2 separate regions of the Mus musculus genome follow, and region 2 is linked to region 1. The links are chromatin contacts, called in public HiChIP or PLAC-seq maps. All regions are on one chromosome and are shown on one strand. Each heading gives the region's core, a stretch centred on a gene start, on an enhancer-like site or on the middle of the called end of the contact. The rest is flanking DNA. Distances are from core to core; before and after follow the strand shown.

The links. HiChIP or PLAC-seq counts read pairs in DNA pulled down with a chosen protein or histone mark.
Region 2: an H3K4me3 HiChIP or PLAC-seq map of embryonic stem cells shows a contact between it and region 1, with 12 read pairs. The contact joins two enhancer-like sites. A contact is called at or near these places in 12 of 39 promoter capture datasets (the 3T3-L1 cell line, 3T3-L1-derived adipocytes, the HPC-7 cell line and 8 more), 2 of 484 Hi-C or Micro-C datasets (bone marrow-derived macrophages and pre-B cells), 6 of 115 datasets of contacts at active chromatin or transcription factors (SST interneurons, embryonic basal ganglia, embryonic forebrain and 3 more) and 2 of 9 other capture datasets (embryonic stem cells and liver).

Annotation. Positions count from the first base shown.
Region 1 is chr15:84,085,058-84,088,020 of GRCm38.p6, forward strand. Sult4a1 (sulfotransferase family 4A, member 1) reads right to left here. Exons shown (of 7, transcript NM_013873.3): 5 at 1,543-1,637. Among named protein-coding and RNA genes, the nearest start is that of Gm46526, 18 kb to the right of the region's middle. Within about 2 kb of position 1,479, at least 13 of the 459 cell types and tissues checked have an H3K27ac peak or open chromatin away from gene starts, as enhancers often do. A contact at or near this core is called in embryonic stem cells, where this site is marked.
Region 2 is chr15:84,652,835-84,655,636 of GRCm38.p6, forward strand. No RefSeq gene overlaps it. Among named protein-coding and RNA genes, the nearest start is that of Prr5, 27 kb to the right of the region's middle. Within about 2 kb of position 1,552, at least 223 of the 459 cell types and tissues checked have an H3K27ac peak or open chromatin away from gene starts, as enhancers often do. A contact at or near this core is called in embryonic stem cells, where this site is marked.

The DNA.
Region 1 (2,963 bases), core at 229-2,728:
TGGTCTGGGTGCATCAAGTCCTGGGTCTCCCTTGGACAACCACACAGACATGTGTCTCGGGATGCCCACAGCCAGCTGTGTGCACAGTGGCAGCAGAGCTCCAAACCTGGCAAAGGAATGACACCACAGGAAGTGAACAGAAGAAACGATGAGAAACAAGGCCTAGGCTGAGGCCTGTGCTGTGTGAGCATCTGTGGCATGCGAGCATCTGCAGTCAGGACATGGGAAAACAGCAAGAGATGCCGGACGTGGGGCTGGAGAGGCAGCCCAGCAGTTAACAGCACTTGGTGCTCTTGCAGAGGACCCAAGTATGGTTTCCAACATAAACACAGTGGCTTACAACCATTCCTAACTCCAGATCCAATACCTTCTTCTGACCTCTTTGGGCACCAGCATGCACGCGCTACACATACATACATGCAGGCAAAAACAAAACAAAACAAAAAACTCATAAAATAAATCTGAGAGAAGGGGACCATGGGAGATGAGGGTGTTATCTTGGCAGCCAAATGAGGAGGGAAGGGTCATCAGAAGGCTGGGTTACAGGAACCCAGTAACCATTACCTGCTGTAGCAAAGTAGGGAATCACTGCAGACCATGACAGAGCAGCTTGGGAGTTGTGGGGCCAGGTAACGAGGGGCCTGAGACAGGAAGGGAAGGGTCTGCAGTGAAGTGAAGATAAGGGTAAGATGCTGAGAGGGAGCGAGGTCAAGGCCAGGTTTGCTCTTGGCCTGAGAGAAACCACTGGGAGATGGTAGCACACACCTTTAATCCCAGCTCTCAGGAGGTGGAAGCAGGCGGATCTCTGAATTTGAGGCCAGATTAGTCTACAGAGTTAGTTTCATGACAGCCAGGACTACACAGAGAAACTCCACCTCCAAAAACAGAGAGGGGGTGGAGAGAGAGAAAGAGGGGGGGAGGGAGGGAGGGAGGGAGGGAGGGAGGGAGGGAGGGAGCGAGCGAGCGAGCGAGCGAGAGAGAGAGAGAGAGAGAGAGAAAATATGCAGCTATCAAGGCACCCAAAATGCTCACACACCCAGTGCTCCCACAGCCATACCCAGCAGACCTGCACAGAGTAGGGCGTCACATCCACACAAATCAATAATGACCTCCTTCCCTGAGCACCAAGAAGAAACAGGGAGGGGACACCACAGGCTAACACACAAGGTCACAAGCATCCCAAAAGCTGACGCAGAAGGCAAAGGGACTCAACTACCCCAGCATACTGCCCTCACAGTCACCAAGGTGATGGTTTTGAGACAACAAATGAGAACGGCCAAGGTCCTGCACCTGTCGCTAAGGCAGTAAAGCCAAGAAACGGGCTTTTCCATGACATCACTGGACACCAGCCTGTCTCAAAAGATGCCCAACAGGGGCCATGAGCTGGATTAGGGACGTAAGACCACAAGCATCTCTGGGCACGGAAGGAATTGTGCAGATCCCTCCGTTGCCTCCACTTGGTGCTGGCACCACGGACAGCTCCAGGCCATGGACAGCGCCTCTCGGCAAGGACGACTCAGTAACCTACCCCCAACTACTCACCCGGTGCATGTCTTCATACTTAAGGAAAAGCACGTTGGCATCCATTCGATGTTCCCAGAATTCCTGAACATGCTCAAACCAGGAGCCGTAGCCCACTGTGGAAACAGACAAAAGGGCACAGCTGGGAAGGGAACTGTGTAGGTGTTCTTGCCCCTCCCACAGGATGCCCAGCTCCTGCCCAGCTGCTGGGAAGGAAACTACGGGGGTCTCCCGGAAGGAAGAAACCATTAAAGGCCCTCACCCCTCCTGCTCTTGTCAACGCTCTTCACCCCTACCCAGCCTATGTACTTCAGGATGCCCTGAAGACCTGACACAGCAGGAGGCGCTCTGAAGATAAGAGGACACAGTGCATACGCTAGTGCCAACGAGAGAAAACAATGCTCAGAGGAATCAGAACAAAAGAGGCAGGTGGAGTAGGCTGGGGGTGTGAAGCTCTGAGAGAGTTCCAGAACAAGGCCCCGCCCCATGACTTCTGAATGACCCCAGATACTGTCAGAGAAACCTGCGATTAAAGAGAGGTGGGAACCCTGGCTGTCACACAGACAATATGTGCCACAGCATGGCCTCACCTCGCCACGGCACCTCAGGTCTGGGCTAGGCATGTGGCAAGTATAAGAGGACTCGGTCCAGTCTGCAAGCTATGTCACAGCCTTCCTAGTGACAAGTTCCGCTGTGCTCCCATCTTTTTGGCTGAACTGTGCAGCCCTGTGATGGACTTCGTGCCATGCTGCCGTGGGGGATGGCAAATGGGGGGGAGGGGGCTCCATGAGATACTATAAAGAAGTGGTACCCGAACCCTTCTCAGGAGTAAGAAGATACAGAGGCATGGATGGGGCTCCATCCTCAGGGCCACCCGCAAGCTCCCTGGTAGAGGTGTACTAGGGCACCGTGGACCTGCACAGGTATAACCCAGTCAGACACAACCTAGCACACCCCACTCAGACACACCTGTTTGACCCCTGCAAACCCATCTTGGCAAATCTATTCATTTTACAGAGCTGAGTCTCAGGAAAGGACAGTGGCAGGCCAGGTCACAAGGGGACAACTGCCGTGGAAGCCTGGACTCTGGTCTGGATCTGTGCAGCTCAGTCCCAGCAGATGAGGTCCTGAGGCAGGAGGAAGGCAAGCAGCCTAAAAAAGACAGGGGAAAGCTCTCCCCACTCCCAGAGAAGGCACAGGACTTCCAGACAGCCTGGACCCCATTGGTGACATGACGCTTCACAAGAAAGGCCAACCAGGACCATGAACCAAGCAAAGCATGCTGACTGCTACCAGGGAGACCAGGAACACCCCACTGCCTCTGTACTTGGGGCCACGGAGGAAGGAGATACACACATGCTAATGGGACCTGAGTCTCCAGAGAAGGATCTCTGTCCCACCCTCTGCTTCTCTCCATACCTCACTATGTTAAGACCATGAAG
Region 2 (2,802 bases), core at 302-2,801, 570 kb after region 1:
CTGATCTATCTAATGAGTTCTAGGTCAGTCAAGCTTACCCTAGTAAAATCCTGTCTCAAAAAACAAACAAACAAACAAACAAACTTTAAATGCCACATTTCTCTGGGGCCACTAAGAAAGGCCAGTGTAAGAAAGGGTACAAGGATGGAGGTCCAAAGAAAATCAAGCAAAGCCCAGAAACTCCAGATCTGAGCAAGGCTCATCCCATGTAGGAGACAAAACGAAGGCTTTGGATGAAGAGCTAACCGGGTGTGAAGACACACAGGCTGTCAGGTAGACGGAGGTCTGGGGGTTCCCTTGTGGGGCATCTCCTTCCCCATCCCCGGGTTTTAAGCAGTGCAGTGGCAGAGGGTAAGATGGGGCCTAGAATTCAGAAACAGAGCTGGGAGTCCCGCAGGGTTATGAGTTTTCATGCTCTTAGATTCCAGGAATCCGCTCAGTCGAAAGGTGAAGAATCCAGTGTAGCGACCTCCTCAGCCACACAGCCAGCTCAGCCCTTCTGTGCCAGGGCTGGGGAGGGCTGACTGAGGACATGAGGCTCCGCTCAGAGGAGAGCCCAGGCTAATGAAAGTCTTTATCTGGCTCAACTTGGCTCAGCTAAACCCTGACCATCAAGTAGGCATTATAGGCTCTGCAATAAAATAGATAAAGAAGAGGCGGGGTGTGGGGGTGCTATCTGGAAATCAAAGTCAACCTGAACTACATGTGACCCTATCCCAAGAAATCAAAATAGAGTACCCCCGCCCTCTGGTTTTTCCAAGACAGGGTTTCTCTTGTAACCTTGGCTGTCCTGGACAGGCAGATAGAGTTCAAGGCTAGCCTGGTCTACAGAGTGAGTTCCAGGACAGTCAGGGCTACATAGAAAACCCCTGTCTTGAAAAAGGAAAGAAAGAATTCTAGGGTTATGGATATATAACCATCTAAGCCATCACACAGAATCTATAACTTTGTGAGGATCTCAAGCAACCCAAGATAGCTTTGACTCTGCTCTATAACCAAGAAGGACTTTGAACTCCTGGTCGGTGCTGGGACCCTACCTGGTTTTATGCCATGCTGTGGGTGGAACTTGGGGCTTTGTGTGTGCTAGACGAGTATTCTACCAACGGAGCTACAGCCCCAGCCCCAGAATTAAAAAAAAAAAAAAAAATTTTAAGGACAAATGTCTTCAATAGATGCAAAAACGAATAATCCTCAAACAAATTAAAAAAAAAAAAGGGATACCCCACCAACCGGTAAAGAAATTCCAAGAACGTATAGACTAACGTCACAGTAAATCGGAAGCTTTCTCCAGCAGCCCGGCATAAGACATGGATCTCGGCTCTCCCCATTCCCCCCTTGATCCGGAAGCGCTAAACAGCCTGTATGTTGCTCGCGTAGGAAACCTAGAAGCGTTCTACAGAGCCCTGGCTCTGTGGATAAAGCACCGAACGGACCCGTTGAAAGGTCTGGGATGCTGACGGCAGGCTGGCTGCAGGCTCTCCAAGAAGCCAGCCATCTCAGGCCAACTGCGCCTGTGCTGACTCTACATGGAAACCTGAGAGCAGCCGCGGAAGGACAGATTGCTGGCAGGATGCCAGACCACAGCCTTCGTCACTAATCCCACCCTGGGACACAGGATGTGGATGAGTGGGGGGAGGCGGGGCGGGGCGGGGGATGGGGCAGCTGCCTGCCGGGCTTTCTGAGTGTGCATGGAGGAGGGAGCTTAGACTCTTTATCATCAAGTTCTATGTCTTGGGGTGGGGGAGGAAGAGTTGCCGGCCAGAGCTGTTCCCATGGGGATGAAGGAAAGGTGCCCATCCTGGAACCAGGGTCCTGATCTCCTCATCCTCTCAGGCTCTTCTGTGGGGACCCAGGGTGGACACTCACTGGCAGGGCAGCTGAGGACTGCAGGATGACACTTTCCCAGGAACTGTAAATCTGTGAGCCTGCTGTTGAGGGAGACTTTCCCTCAGCTCTCCCTAGCGGACAGAAGCAACCCAACCCCTATGGTAGCAGTTCCCAGGCTATGGGGGGAGGGGAAGTCGCATTGCAGATATCCTGCATAGCAGATATATTCCATTACGGTTCATAGCAGTAGCAACATTACAGTTATGAAAATTTAAGTTAAGCATCAACAAAGCAATCTTAAGGTTGGGGATGACCACAATGTGAAGAACGAAATAGAAAGGCCACGGCGCTAGGAAGGTTGAGAACCACCGCATGGGCTTCCAACATCACAACCTTGATCATAGCAACTGGCAGAATTAGCGTTTAGGCCTCGCTCACCCTGCTCTTCAGCCCTGCCCTTCAAGCTCTTCCGAGCAACTGGGAGTCCTTCTGCATTCCAACCCCAGCTTCCCAGCTGCAAGGCTTCCCTGTGGGCTTGTTACTCAAGTTAAGGTCTGGGCCCTGGCAGCCCCCCCAACAAGCCAAGCTCAGCAAACTGTCCTCGACAAGCCAATTAAAGACAAGCAACACGCAGAGAGGAGAAAATAGGAAGTTTATTCAACATAGCCATGTTGGGAAGGTGAACGCAGAGGCCCAGGGACTGCTTCCTACTCAAGGCCATCTTCTGTGTCCTAACAAGATATTTAGGCTGACATAAAGGGGAAGAAGTGTGCATAGCCAGGCAGTCCTGGTCCAAGCGGGGCCCCGCCTACCATCATTGTCTGCGTCTAGTCTCTTCTGCAAGGTGGTCTGATAAACTATGAGGACCGTGCAGAATCTCTTCCTAGGATGCAAGCTCCTCCTTGGGTCAGCTCTAGGAGTCAGCTTTGTTCTTTTCCCAGTGTGAAACCCCTGGGAATATCAATATCCCAGAAT